Linked DNA regions of Ovis aries: region 1 is linked to region 2. Evidence: chromatin contacts called from public Hi-C data. All regions are on one chromosome and are shown on one strand. Each heading gives the region's core, a stretch centred on a gene start, on an enhancer-like site or on the middle of the called end of the contact. The rest is flanking DNA. Distances are from core to core; before and after follow the strand shown. Region 1 holds the start of FBXO11 (F-box protein 11). Region 2 holds the start of PPP1R21 (protein phosphatase 1 regulatory subunit 21).

What was found. Hi-C and Micro-C count contacts between places; a contact is called where the count stands out from the background.
Region 1: a contact with region 2 is called in a Hi-C map of muscle, with 4 times the contacts expected there. The contact joins the promoter of FBXO11 here to the promoter of PPP1R21 in region 2. A contact is called at or near these places in 7 of 16 Hi-C or Micro-C datasets (blood, hypothalamus, liver and 4 more).

What each region holds. Positions count from the first base shown.
Region 1 is chr3:76,550,161-76,557,718 of ARS-UI_Ramb_v3.0, forward strand. It overlaps FBXO11 (F-box protein 11), which reads left to right and starts at 1,280. Exons shown (of 23, transcript XM_042246209.2): 1 at 1,280-2,305. The coding sequence starts at 2,077. LOC114113604 (a long non-coding RNA gene) reads right to left here and starts at 959. Exons shown (of 2, transcript XR_003588508.3): 1 at 511-959; 2 at 1-427.
Region 2 is chr3:76,048,361-76,055,607 of ARS-UI_Ramb_v3.0, forward strand. PPP1R21 (protein phosphatase 1 regulatory subunit 21) reads right to left here and starts at 3,001. Exons shown (of 21, transcript XM_060413895.1): 1 at 2,603-3,001. The coding sequence starts at 2,968.

The DNA.
Region 1 (7,558 bases), core at 30-2,529, 500 kb after region 2:
TAAAGCATTTTGCCCAGAGGCATACATCAAGTCAGAGACTCAAACACCCGACACAACAGTGGTTCTCACTGTTCCTCTCCGCTCCCAAAACACACACTACCCGGCTCTTACCCCTGCTTCTCTTATTGTACTTTGTAACCACTTAGTCATCCATCTCAAACCTAAGATAGAGCACCTGGTCAAACTGAAATGAGAAAGAAATCACCTAAGATCGAAAATCAGGTAAATTGCTAGTTTTACCATTTCCATAAAGTGATAAACAAAAGAGAGCCAAAGAACCGAGAAAGGATACTTTTTCAGTCATCACAACAGCAGCGAGGGAATTAAAACACGTTTTCCCTGGGGAGAGATTATCTCGAGGGGACCAGATACAGACACAAAAGATAATTCCCCTTGGGGCTTTTCTTTTCCTCTGAGTTTCTGAGATCTAAAAAAAAATAAAATTAAAAAATTAAAACGTTTATCACATAAACAATCACCACCTCAACACATTTACTTCTCTTTTCTCACCTATTATTTCCCCAAACGTTATAGAGTCCGCGTCTTCAATAAGTAAACTGACCAAAGGTCTATTCCCTATTGATCACAATCTTTTCAAGATTTAGATAACTCCTTTTAGACTACAAGTAGGAACCGACTTCTAACTTCGGTTCCCGAGCTCAAAGCTCGGTAAAGTGGATCTTCAAGGTTTAGCAAATACCCTCAGCTGAACTAAAGGGTACAGAATCTCTAGCGCTCCCTACAGCTCAGAGTTTGAACCTACCTACCACAAAAAAACCCCAGTTATCAAAGATTGGCTACCTCGCTCTACTTTTCCGCTTAAAAAATCGGATGGGGGCGGGAGCGGGGAGAGGTTGAAACGGCGAACCGAAGGATTAATCACTTCTCCCCATTACATCAGCAGCCCCCGCCCTTTCCTCCGAGCACCTCCTCTCCTAGAATCGTCGCTACGCACTAGCGATCTCTTCATCCACCCCCCGCTCTATTATATGCCCTGATACCTCCCCATTATCACCCGCCCCACCACACTCCCCCTCTCCTCCTTCCCCCACCTCCTTAGCGGGGGAGGGAGGAAACCCGAGAGAGGAAACAGGGCGTTGAAGGAAGGGACTTGGCGATAAGAGCAGAGGTCCCATTGGCCCAAAGGTTGTATGAGCGCCTCCCGTTGGCTCCTTGGCCGGAATCCCCGCCCCTCTTCTTCCCCGCCCATTTGCCCCTCCCCCCGCCGCTCCACGGCCCTCCCCCGCGCCCCTGGCCAGCCCCGCGGCGGGGAGGGACCGACTGGGCGAGTGGTGGCTCCGGCGGTGTCAATGGCTCCTCCTGCCACGGAGCAGCAGCAGAAGCAGCGGCGACGGGGCTGAGGAGGAGGAGGAGGAAAGGCTCCTTTAAGGAGGAGGAACGACGACGCCTCTTTTTCCCCCTATCTCCTCCCTTCACACTCATTTCCCCTTCGCCCAGGAGAGAAGGGGGGGAGGAGAGAGAAGAGGCCGAAGAAAGAGAGAAAAAATTCCTCTCAGAAATCTCTTTCAGGGGGTGTGGGGGGGAGGAAGAGAAAAAAAAAAAAAGAGCCAGGCGCCCCCTGCTCCCTCCCTCCCTTCTCTCCCTCTCTTCTCCTCCTTCTCCCTTCCTCACCCGCCCGCCCACTCCCCCCGCCGCCGGAGACGCCGCTCGGGAGTCGGCGGGACCAGGGTCTGTGTCCTCAGCCGCCGACGCCGCGCTTCGCCTCAGGATCCCCAGGCGGGCGGACGCCCTTTCTTTCTTTCTCTCGCTCTGCCCGTCTTTCTGTCTCCGTCCCTCGCGGCCGCCCCGCCCGGCGGCCTCGGCCTTGCCCGTGCGTCAGGCCCGCCCGCCTGGCCTCGCTCGGTCTCTGTCTGTCTCCGCGGGCCTTTCTCTTGACTCGGGGTCCCGCTCGCCCCTCCGCCCTTACCATCTCCCCTTCCCCTCGCCCCCTTTCCTTCCTCCCCCCTCTCCCCACCCCCTTCTCCCGCCCCGGAGCTCGCGGTGCGTGTGCGTGTGTGTGTGTGTGTGTGTGTGTGTGTGTGTCCCTCCGCCAACGCCGCCACCTCAGCCCGGCAAATGAACTCCGTCCGAGCCGCCAACCGGAGACCCAGGCGAGTGTCGCGGCCGCGCCCGGTGCAGCAACAGCAGCAGCAGCCCCCGCAGCAGCCGCCGCCGCAGCCGCCCCAGCAGCAGCCGCCGCAGCAGCAGCCTCCGCCGCCGCCGCAGCAGCAGCAGCAACAGCCTCCGCCGCCGCCACCGCCGCCTCCGCCGCTGCCCCAGGAGCGGAACAACGCCGGCGAGCGGGGTAAGGCCGCGCTCCTTCCCCGCCGCCCGCCGGCTCGGGCGCCCGGCCGGCGGGACCCGCGGGGAGGGAGGCCGGGGCGGGCGGGGGCGGCTTGTGCGCCTGGAGGGTGGGAGAAGGGAGGCAGAGCGGAGGCGGGTCCCCCGGTGCCGCAGTGTCAGCTCAGCCCGGGCCCCGGCCGGCAGGAAAAGCCGCGGCTTCCCGACTCGCCTGGGCTCTTAGCTCAGGCCGCGCTTTGTTTGGTTTCGGGGGCTCGACACCCTCTCCCCTCGACCCATCCCTCTGTTTTTCGAGCTCGCTTACGGACCCCGCAGGAGTATGTTGGTGGGTGGGGGGAAGGCGAAGGGTGGGATCTCTCCTTTTTCGGCTGCCTTCCACGGGTTGGTCTCCTGTTTCTAATGGAAGATGGGGGGGACAACTGGGAGTGATCGGGTGGTTAGGGCTGGCTGGGGAACTTGTTTTTCCCCCTTTTCTCTGTTAGCCTCCCCCTTCCTGTGGAGGAGGGGAGAGGGGGAGTTGGAGTGGTCGGTGGTGTTGGCCGGGGAACTTGTTTCACCCGCCCCCCCCCCCCCGAGTCACGGGGTAGGGGGAGCGGCGACTCTTCTCCCAACCTCATAATGTTTGCTGCGCAGTTTGGCTTTAGTTACAGAACCCCTGGGAAGGACCCGTTAAATTAAGACCTTTAAATAAATAAATATAGAATCCATCGGCCATTTCCAGCCCCCTCCCTCGCGTGAGGTGCAGTTACCCTTCCGCTCTATCGACTCCCCTCTCGCTTGTCCTCCCCTAGCATACCCCCACGCCACCATGCTGCCCCTCCGTCTCCCAGTGGGATTTGAACGCCCCTTCCTTAGAATTGGCCCCTTGTGAGAGAGAGTGCGTGTGTTTGTGCCTGTGTGTGTTGTGTCCAGGGCCTAGTGAAATGTGTCATTTGGACCCAACTGTGCAGCTCTGTCTGGTAACCACCATTGTCTAAGGGCTGAGGCTCCCGGGGGTTGGATTCTTGCTTTAGCAAAATTAATGTTCAGTTCTACTTTGATGATGTTATTCGGGGAGGTTTCGGAGATGGGGTGTTGCACCTTGATCTCCAAATTTAACTATTCTGTTTATTAATCAGCTACTCTCAGTGGAGGTGGAGGTCAATACCATATTTATGTGTACGGTTGTTGTTTTAAGGAGGAGGGGAATTGTTAGGAGACATTTTGCGTGTTTTCGTTGGCGGATTAAGGTTAATTTTACGTGCGTTGGTTGTCACACCTCCTTTGGCTGAGGGAATTAAGATTAAATGCCTTTTGAAAATTATACATTCTTTCCTTAAAAATTGTTTCTTTGTTGTGCATGATCAAAATACCGAACAAATGAAAGAGGGAGATGATAATTGAAAAATAGTTTAAACGGTTTTCACTGGTTACTGTTACAGAAGTCCTTGTGAAAGCTATACGTTGCTTGAAAGAATGTGATCTTTCAAGCCAGTTAGAGGTCTTGTGCTACATTACTGGTAAATGTGTTTTAATACTTCTTTGATACATTTACAGGGGTTTTTTTGTTAATTAAAAGTACAGTTTCATCATTTCCTTTTGTATTTGCATATCAGGGTTCTCCTGTTTCATTCAAATAATAAAGTCTCAGAATTGACACTATATGTAATACAGTTGACTAATTTTTTTTTTTAAAGCAATGGCATTGGGTTGAAATTCTAGGGTAATAAGGATTCTATTGCTAGAAGTAAGCTTTTTCAAGATGTACTGATTTGTTAATTACATTAACAGTGAATCAGACTCTTGCAGCCAAAGTTAGTCTGATTGTTAAGTGTTAATTCTGAGTCTTTTCATTTGTGTGTATTTTCAACTTAGTTGAGGGTCTTATATTTGATCACTTTTCTTAATTTGTTTAAAATTATTAGCTTCTGAAGTCTATTTCCTTTTGAAGTAAGAGTGACTTGGTCACATGCCAGAGTGTCATTTTTCTTTTCATTGATATCCATAAACTGACTAAGATGTTCATGAATCAGAATTTCAGTATGTACCCAACCAAATGGTAAATCAGATTCACTGTAGAATTGTTGTTGCTTTGCTGCTGCTAGTAGAAACTGTTCTATGTTGGCACAGAGAGGAAAAGAAGTGCTGATTAGCCTTCAGGGAAAATGCTATGGGTCTTTTTGGAGGGCAAATAAATGGCCTTAAGATGAATTAAAAGACTAAAATTAGAAAAAGTTTGCTAGTGTTATGTAAAAAATAGTAATTCTTTGAAAATTGGCATTTTTAATTAATTTTAAATGTACAGTTTGCATAATGATCAGAAGCTAGCCAAGAAGAATACTCTTAACAGTTTTACAAAGTATGCAAAGTGTCACTATTTCTGGTTTGGATAGGAAAGGTTTGGTTGTTGTTGGTTTGAAAATGTACCTGGTTTCATAATTTTGAACAAGGTAATTAAGGAACCTACAGCTAAGCTTATGCATAGGCCCGTTTTAGTTTTTGCCAACTTTTAATGGATATGTAACTCTTGCATTAGAATTTTGGATAGAGTTACATAATAGTGGATCAGAGAGCTTTCAGAGTAGGGAACTGAAGTGAGACTCACTGTTTTAAGACAAGTTAACTCAATCTGTATATAAAATCACTTATTTCATGTAAAGAGTGGACTTTAGGCTTTTGAGTGGTAGTAAGTTATAGGAAAGTATTTTTTTCAAGCAAAAATTCTGTTGGAACTGGTTTTTAGTTGCTTCTTTGCCCACAGGTTAATTAGTCTTAAAAATTTCCTTGATACCTCCTTTTAAAATGTATATATGTTTGAGTGTTGTAATGGCCAGTGTTTGAAAAAGAGAGAAACAAACCATATGGAGTGAAATCTTATGAGGACTTTTTAAAGGCAGGAGATTTGCTTACACCCCAAATGGGAAATAATCAGCCTGGGTGTTCCATGGAATGCTGTCTTCTCGCATGTTATCTGAAACGGTCTGCTGTCTAAAGATGGAATACAAATCATTAGCATTTTTAGGCTTTTATTTTAAATCTTGGGTTTAGGATTTCACATACCACTTTTAGCTAGTAGAAAATAATTTGTGTTCCACATAGGAATCCTTTGATAATATATTCCAGCTTCAGTGAAACTGAAAGTATGTGGGGTTGGATTTTATATATTTTCTTTTAAAATCCTGAATGAGTTTTTGCAACTTGTTCTGCTGAATTTATCATGAAATCTGTTTGGCAGTCTTGTTTTAGAAATATATCTGAGGAACGCTTACACATCTGCAGACGTGCTATGTATTCTGAGCATTTTTAGGTTTTAGTTGAAATTGATTACTTTGATTAGGTAGTAAATGCACATGATTTAAAATTCAAAAGTCTCTTTCCTACAACTGCCTTCAGCTCCCAAATTTTCCTACCTGGAATCAACCTATTGATTACTATGTTACTAGTTTCTCATTTATTATGTTTTAATAAAAGATGGAGTTTGACTTCTGAAAATCTTGATATGAAAGTTTTGAAAAATAAGTGTAATTTGCTAGTTATTGGCAAATTCATAAAGTTGAAATGTTGAAACTTTAACTGGGTTATATATAGTTCAAGAATTTAATGAATTATAACAGTATATTAATGGATTTTGCTATTTCTAGTCTGAAATAATCATATAGAGTAAAAATGTAATCAGTCTCTGTATAATCTCCTATTTGTGAGATTAAAATCTCACCTATGATCCTGGATTTATAGTTGTTGCATTTTTTTTCTTTTATGTGAGCTTTTAAAATAATTTGGTGTATATATAGTATTACAGAAAATATTCCTTAGTGGCTGCATATTCTGTGGAGCAGTCAGGAAGCTCTTTAGTGTTCTAGTCATGCGTCCTAGTTACACTTTGCTGTGGAGTTGTCCTAGCCCATTATATTTTACCTGTCGGTTCTCCCTACTACTTACAGAATAAGGAATTTCTGCAATCTTTCCAGATAGAAGAATTCTGGACAAGGAATCTGATTTTTCCTCTTTTAGGAATTGAGTACCATGAGTCACTGCTCTTCCATCTTGTGGCTAACCCTTCGAAATATTTACATCCGTAAGAGGAATGCCACTTAGTGTGTGTGGTGGCGGGTGGGAGGGGGGGTGCGGTGCTGTTTTCTCAACACTTAAAAATTATTTGAGGAATAGAAATGCAATAGTGACAATACTGAAGTTAGAGTTCTGCTGGTAAGGCCTAAGGCCTGTCCCTATACTGCTTGCCTTTTGTTTTTTTTTTTTTTTAAACTGGAAATTCTGGCAAACCCAAGGAAAGGCTAACCAGCTTGAAGACCTATCAGGTAAGGCAAGAATGACCAGTAGATCTGACCTGTTAGTGAGAATCCCTGAACTTAAATTTGGCAGAATTCAAAGCTAGTGAGTATTTTCTGTCTTTTCCTCTGTTTGTTTTAATTTTGGAAGTAATTTATAATACTAAGTTATTTCACCTTGAGGTCTCTTACTGTCTTAACTGTTCTCTTTTTTATTCCTAGCAAGTTACTTGTGTTTTGTGTCTTATCTTGTCCCGTTGGTCTCTGAAGGGTTATTCTGTTTTAGACCTTCCATTTCTCAAGTTTATCAGTCATTGAAAGTGCATTCTTGTCTTCCAGAAAACTGGTTATGTGAGGTTGTAAGCAGAGTGCTCCCAAATTGTAGTTGTTATCCTCTGAAAGCAAATTTATAAAGGCGTAAAATATAAGGGATGAGACAATTGGAGATAGTATGTTGGGAAGAGCTCAGAGTTAGAGCTAACTAGAGGTAGGTGCTAAACTTAGCCATACCACTAATGAGCTGTGTGTGTGACATGGGGCAAGAAGTGTAACCACTCTGAGTCTTACTGTATTATCTCTAAAATTGGGATGGTAACACTTGTCTGACAGTAATTTAAAGATATGAGATAGTGAAGTACCTAGTGTATAGTAGATGCTCAATAAATAGCAGCTCTTTTAAATACTGAAAATAATAGTATGGCACAGAAGCAGCCACTTATAAACCTAAACCGAAGAAATAAAGTGTGTATGAGTCACCAGAGAGTTTCTGACATATCCCGAAATGCAGCCCAGGTGACGCGGCGTAACCTCAGAGAGACTGACTTGGAATTGTAGATCAGCAATCTTATACCTAATGAGTTGAAATATTCTTTGAAAAAAGAATAACAGAAGAAATGGGTATTTGGAGTAATAAACATGACTGTTTCTTAAGTACTAGAGTCTGTGCCAGATACTCTTCTTATATACTATCCTTCTTAGCAATTCTGTACGAT
Region 2 (7,247 bases), core at 1,751-4,250:
AATTTTCAACAGTGACCCCAACATTACTTCAACCTACTATGTGAATCAGATGGCCTCAGCATGCCTTCCAACCATAATACTATGATTACATCTAACCTTCACGGCAAACTGGCGTGCCTTCTGACCCACCCTCCTCTGTCAGCTGGCAGTGGTGTTCTGTCAGAGCAGTCCGTGGGTTAATTTCAGGGTCAACTCTCAGTCTTCCCTCACTCATCACATCCCACAGAATGAATGAGACACACGGATGAGTGCCTTGACACTTCCATATGCTTCATAAGTTTGCAGCTACGTGCAAAGCAGGCACTCAAAAAACAGATAAACTAAACCATATTTGTCAACCATAATTCCTAAATTTAAGCCCTTTCCATCTTAACAGTCACAAATTTTATTTAACCCTATATAACTCCCCCTGATACTATTCAGAGAGCCTGCAGTCTGGTCTCCTTTTCACCAGTCTTTCCCAATTTGTCCATCTTCCTCATAGCTACCAGTTATCTTTCTAAAGCACTGTCACTCTCCCATTTGAAAACCTTTAGTGTCTATTCCATTTATTCAAAGTTCAAACTTCTTACTCAACATCCACAACTCTTCACAAACGGGTCCAAATTATCCCTCCAACCATACTTCACCACTCTCTGTCATTTATCTGACCATGTCTTCATGTCAGCAGAGACTGTCTCCTTTGCCTGGAATACTACCATCCATCCTTTCCTCCCTATCCACTACTCCCCAATCTGAGTAACTTCTACTCTTACCTGCCATTTCTTCTGTCCGCCTACTGATCTAACACTTGTCCTCTTGTATTAATTTTACGTACAACATTTGAATATTCTATTAAAGGGTTCTCCTTAAGGTGGAACTCTGCCTCACTCAGTGGGGCCTGGCAGACTGTTTACAGGTGGCATATAACTGTCTGCTGAACAAAAGAGCTTACAAAGTCAAAAGAATAAAATCTTTTCAAAGTTTCCCCTACTTTTGCGAGGCTGTTATTTCAGCAGTGCGGTCACTGCTCAAAATATTTCTGGAACTCTCTTCTGCCATTTGGAATTGCCTTCTGAGCTTGTTTACTCTCTGGAAAAGAAAATCAATCCCCTTACTTTATACTCATGAAACATTTTCACCCCAAAATAGGAGAGCCAAGTGTCGGGACTGCCATCCTCTACCCACCACACTTCATCACATGGATTTGTTCCAAATAATTTCTGGACCTTTCAAACAAACAAAAAATGCCTTCAAAGGATAAAAACTTGCCATCACTAACATCTTGCCAGAGGCTCTTAGAGACAAATTCAAATGGAAATGCAGAAGCTTTGCCAGTGGTCGTGCTTAGACCTCAGTCGGTCCTCAGTCTGTCCGACTCTTTGCGACCCCTTGGACTGTAGCCCACCAGGCTCCTCTGTCCACAGGGATTCTCCAGGGAAGAATACTGGAGTGGGTTGCCATGCCCTCCTCCAGGAGATCTTCCAACCCAGGCCTCTCACATTGCAGGTGGATTCTTTACCTTCTGAGCTACTGGGGAAGCCCTTGCCAATAGTAGTACCACTGGAATAATAGTATCTCAAAAGGCCTCCATGTGATTCTGAAGACTTAAGTGTGTATGTTTAGGCACAGGTTTTATTTTTCACAAAACAATGCATTTCACATTGCTGCATATCCATTATATGAAATTTTTTAAAGTGTGTCTCAGTTTCTCCAAAGTAAAAAGGAGTCTAAGCTTCCCCATGCTCTCTCGAATGCCAAGATCACTGAAAACCAAATTTAATGACTACTGAATCTATTTCCAAAGATGCAAGATTCTGCTTTTAGAACTTCCGTAGAATATTCTTGAGGCAGAACCACACTACACAGAAAAGCAGCACCGCCCTTTTCCAAGAAAAGGGTCCCACCAGTTAAAAGACTGATGCCGTAAATATGACAAAGGGAAAGGTCACTATTTTGCTTAATTCAACATGTCCTGAGCATCTTCTGGGTGCTCTGCCCCACTCCAGGTGACCCAAGAAAAAGAGAGAAAAGGACATAGCCCTAGCACTCCAGCTTTCAAAATCATTTTCAGACAACGTCTTTCCAAAGCACTGAATCCATTCGTAACCACCTATTTCTGGTGAAGTAGTTTACACGCATGACTCTATTCACACTTTAATTTAATTGGGGGGGGGGTGTGGGGGGGAGGCAGATAAATCTCTTTATCCTCATATCATCCCTGTGGGAAAGGAGAAAGCTTGATCCTTCCCATCGCCAGGCTGGGAAAATTGAGGAAGCAGCAGGAAAGCGATGGTCCTCACCTTTCCCTGCCCCTCCCGACCAGCACCAGAGGCGGAAGCCAGGATTTCTGACATCCCTCTCCAAGCCCGCTAGTTCAATGAGAAGGAAGAATCAAACTCCTGCTCCTTCCCGCAGAAACGCACACCGACCAGACACCGCCCGGCCCCATCTCCTGGGAACTGCAGGTGGAAGCTCGGTAATGGTGGATACAGAAGGCGGAGACAGGAGGGGCGCGCTCGCGTGCCCCCTCTGCCTTCTCCCTCTGTCCCGACAAGTCGCTGCCAAGGCAACCCGGGGCCGCAGGACCGGGGACCCCCTACTCCCCGCATACGACGGGTACCTTAGAGTACTCCTGAGCCAGCTTCTGGTACTTCCCCTGCAACTCTGCCGAGGCCATGGCCTCCCCCGCCCTGTCCAGGCCAGACTGCCCAGGCCACTCAGCCCCACCCCCCGCCCCCAACCCCAGACACGCTGCCGGGTATGGATCCACCAGCTCCTGCCCGCTCTGCCACCGCCGCCGCGCCTCCTCCTCCACTTCCGGGTTCGCCGGGTGAGAGGAAGGAGGAGTGGGGCCAGGGGCGGAGCGACCACCGGGGGCGGGGCGACGTCTGACATCACCGCCCCACCCTCCCGCGCCCGAGCACGTACGCGCGCAGACTCGCTGGCGCTCCTGGGGTCTACCTCTGGCTGGAGCAGGGGGCGCCATCTTGACGCATGGCCCAAGATGGCGACCCAGAACAGGGAAGGAGAGCATTAAAAGGGGAAATGATAAGAGCCCACAGAATGGGCGGGGGACGACGGAGAGGGGCGGTGGTGCGAAGAATCGAGGACCGGAAGAAGAAACATTCTAAGCGCATCAAGAATTCTGGTCGAACACACCGTCCTCCCCCACTGGTTCCCATGGCAACCGTCTGTCGTTTGATGGTTACATCTTTCAGAAGGTGCTCGGAGAGAAAGACCTCTGTATTCCACTACCTGCTATCCGGATATGGTAGCACCGGACATGGCCTGCATTGTAAACTTTCCCCCACTTTTATAACGCGCGCTGCTGTCACCCTGTTATGCCCCAGACAAACCTCTTTGTCTTATATTTTGACGTTGGGATGTCTTTGTATCCATTCTCTACCCATTCCACCCGCCCAGCCCTGCCCCCATACTGGCACTGCATCAGAGCGTTTTCTCAGAGAATTGGGTAAAAAGCTTTTAGGAAATTTCAGGGAATGATCCCTGCCACGCATGCATATAGGGTGGACGTTAACGACATGTAACTGGACAATTGAAGCAAATAGTAGTCTGCCTGAAATACTTTATGCCGCTTTGCTCATTAAATATGATTTGAGGACGTATTATATGTTAGATATTCTAAGCATTGCATTTATTGCAACATTGAAATGTTCATAGAGGAATAAATAATTTAGGATACTTGTTTGCCATAAATTAAAGCATTGCAGTTTAACAAAACTAATGAATCTGTGTCTATCAACATGACAAAACACTGTTAAATGTAAAAAGCAAATTGCAGTATACTAGAGCATGAAAAGATACATTTGAAGAATATAAAGCAACATTTGTGCTGCTCATGGACACATGAACATGTACTAAAAATAGAGAAACAAGAACTGGAAGGATACACATCTAATTCTGGCTTGTGATTGCCTCCAGTGAGAAAACGAAGAAAGGGGAATGAAAAAGAACAAAGAAGCATACATTTTATTTTTATTTAATTTTTTGAAGTGAATGTGACTGGAAGTTAACGTTTATTATCCAGGTAATAGGGAAAGGGATGTTAGTTATATTGTTATTTTAAAATGTTTGTTATTTTCCATGATTAAAAAACACCTCCTATTTTCCTTTTTGACATTCGACTATGAGTATGCCTGGAATTTTAAAGTGAAAGCATGAGCTGGTATGTGCACTTTTCAGCCACTGTAATGTAAGGAAAGGATTACAAACTTAAAAATGTTGTTTATAGTTTTCAGTTGACTAACAGCCAAGCCCTACTATCCAGCAAACTTGCAGAATTTTTAAAATTATTATTATTAGTTTTCCATGGCACCACCAAGCGGCAGAATTAAATATTTTTAAGCGTATTTCTGTAGTTTGTAATGTAATGGAATTTTCAATTATTTAAAAATAAAATGTTATTTCAGAACTAACATTCCAAAGAAAGAACGTGCAACTTTGGTTAGAGAGCCTATGTACTAACCTGAGAAATTTATATTTCTACTGCTTAATCTAGTTGTTGTCAGTTGCAAAAAATTGTTTCCAAATCCTGACTGCTAAATTGAACACATTTCAGAATCTCTTCCTCAAAAGACACCATTAAGTGAGTGAAAAGGCATTTGCAATATATATGTATCCAACAAAGGTGTCCCTTATCCAGATATATAAAGAGCTCTTACAAATCAATAAGAAAAAAGACCAGCAACCAGATAGAAAAATGAGCAAGGGACTTCCAACAGGCACTTCACAAAGGAAAATACACAAACAGGCCATTAAACGTGCAAGGGGGTGTTAAGTTTCATTAGCAACCAGGAGGAAGTGAAATTAAAACCGCAGTGCAATGCCATACACACCCACACAAACGGCTAATATTTAAAAGATTGACAAGAGTGAATGAGAATATAAAAGGAGAAACTGTCATAACATATTGATGAGAGCCTTCCCTAGTGGTGCAATGGGTAGGAATCCACCTGCCAATGCAGCAGACGTGGGTTAGATCCCTGGTCTGGGAACGTCCCACATGCCATGAAGCAACTAATCCCATGTGCCAACTACTGAAGCCCATGCTCTAGGGCCTATAAGCTGCAGCTGCTGAAGCCTGCATGCCTTGAGCCTGTGCTGTACAGTATGAGAAGCCACCACCACGACAAGATTGCCCACCACAACTAGAAAGTAGCCCCCACTCTCCACAACTAGGGAAAGCCCAACCGCAGCAATGAAGACCCAGCACAGCCAAAAATAAAATAAAATTTTAAAGTGTTGCTAGGAATATAACCAGGAAGAGCCACTTAGGAAAGACCTTGGTATTATCCACTCACCTGAAAAGATACATATTCAGGATCCAACAATTATTCTCATGTATACACTCAAAAAGTGTGTGCATGTATTCACCAAGAATATTCATAGCAGTATCAGTCATAATAGCCAAAAAAGCTTATCAATAAATAGATAGTTATTAGAAATAAGTGTATATTCGTATCATGGAATACTAAACAGCAATGAAAAAAGCTGAACTACAACTACAATTAACTACTGGATGAATCTCAGACAATAATACAGAACAAAAGAAACCAAATTTCCCCCAAAATATACTATATAACCTCATTTATATATCACTCAAAAAATGGCAGAATTCAACTATAAGATTCAGGATGCATGCCTAAGTATTAAAACTAGAAAGAAAATTAAGAAAGTGGCAACCATGAAAGTCAGGAGCTTCATTGTTTTTGGGTGGAAAAGGATGATCACGACTGGAAGAGGCCATGAGATGGGCTTCGAGTAGTATTGGCAATGTTCTATTTATGTGTGATAGTTACAAAGGTGTTAACTTTGTGTTAATTCCTCATGAGGTACATTTTTCTGTGTGCACCTTTTTCGTATGGATGTTACATTTCACAATAACAAAATTTTTTATTTTTTCTGTTAACTCATATGCTTGCCAGTGATGGTTCTCAACTTGTAACCATGATTTACTTGTAGGGAGTGGCATAAATGAAAGTCACTTGGAATTATTATAAATATGCAAACACTGTGATGATCATTAAAACATTTAACAGCATACTGTTTTAGAAATTTTTTTCAGTTGCAGGTGTCAGGAACTGACTCAAACTATCTTGGCTCCAAAGGAGTACTTTCCTAGAAGTATGTGTGGGTAGCTCGGAGAACAGCAGGAAGAAAACAGGAGCTGCAGAGCTCAAGTTCAGAGTTGCTGGCCATTAGTTCAGTGTTAGTGAATCAACAATATATATTAAGTAAGGTGCTTTTAAATAGAAACACACCGAAAACTATGTTATATGTTGTTTGGTTGACAAAAGTGAGACCAGAGGCTCTCATGATCCTAACCCTGTGTTTTCCCGAGGAGCAATGCTATTCACTAATTCAGTGTATGTGATGATTTTATAGAATACAACTCTCCAAATAAAGCGAATCGATTGTGTATACAGTGAGAACAGTGTGGAACTTCCTTTGGTCATATGGACAATGACCAGACTTGACGTTGGGTTACTTAGATGATATTGTCAATCTCTGAGTAAACATCATTTCATGGTAGAGTAGAGTCATGCGCTCTCTGTCCTTGCATACATCTGAAAATCAAGAACTTCCTTCAAGCTTCAAAGCTCCACCCATTCTACTTCATAACCTGCTATGTGCAGCAGGTCTTAGAGTGACATTGGGAGCTCAGCTACCCCCACTAGCACCTCCCCATACAGTCATTCCGAAAGCTAAGTAAAGATTTTCTCTGGCCTGGTTTCACACTCCTGTGCCCAGTCACCACACATGATTATTGAGGTAATGGACAACAAAGAGTGTTTATATGAGTGGACATAAGGAAGGGATTAAAGAAAGCAACTTATGAATCTTTTATGATAACATATTGTCTTTGTTATTATTTATTATGTTAATCCAGTCAGAAAATGTATATCGTGCTACAGTGACATTTTAAAAAGTGGGGAGGGAATAAAAGAAAGAAAAGAACTTTCCTTCTCATGAGTTTTCCTGAGCAGTTAGCACCAAAGTTTATATTTTGTAAAGAGTAATCAGTGAGGTGAAATCTAAAGATTTGTAGCTGAGGAGCTCTACTAAAAATCAGAATTCTGGGCTTGAAATTTTATAACTTTTCATTTGACCAAACTCATGCTTTGCCTATTTCCGTCACAGCAAGAAAGAATGACAGAATAAGCCCAGAGCCCTGATGTAGCTTGTCCAAAGTCACATGGGAAACACTGACAGAAGCAAAACTAGAACCAAGTCCTTCAGCCTTC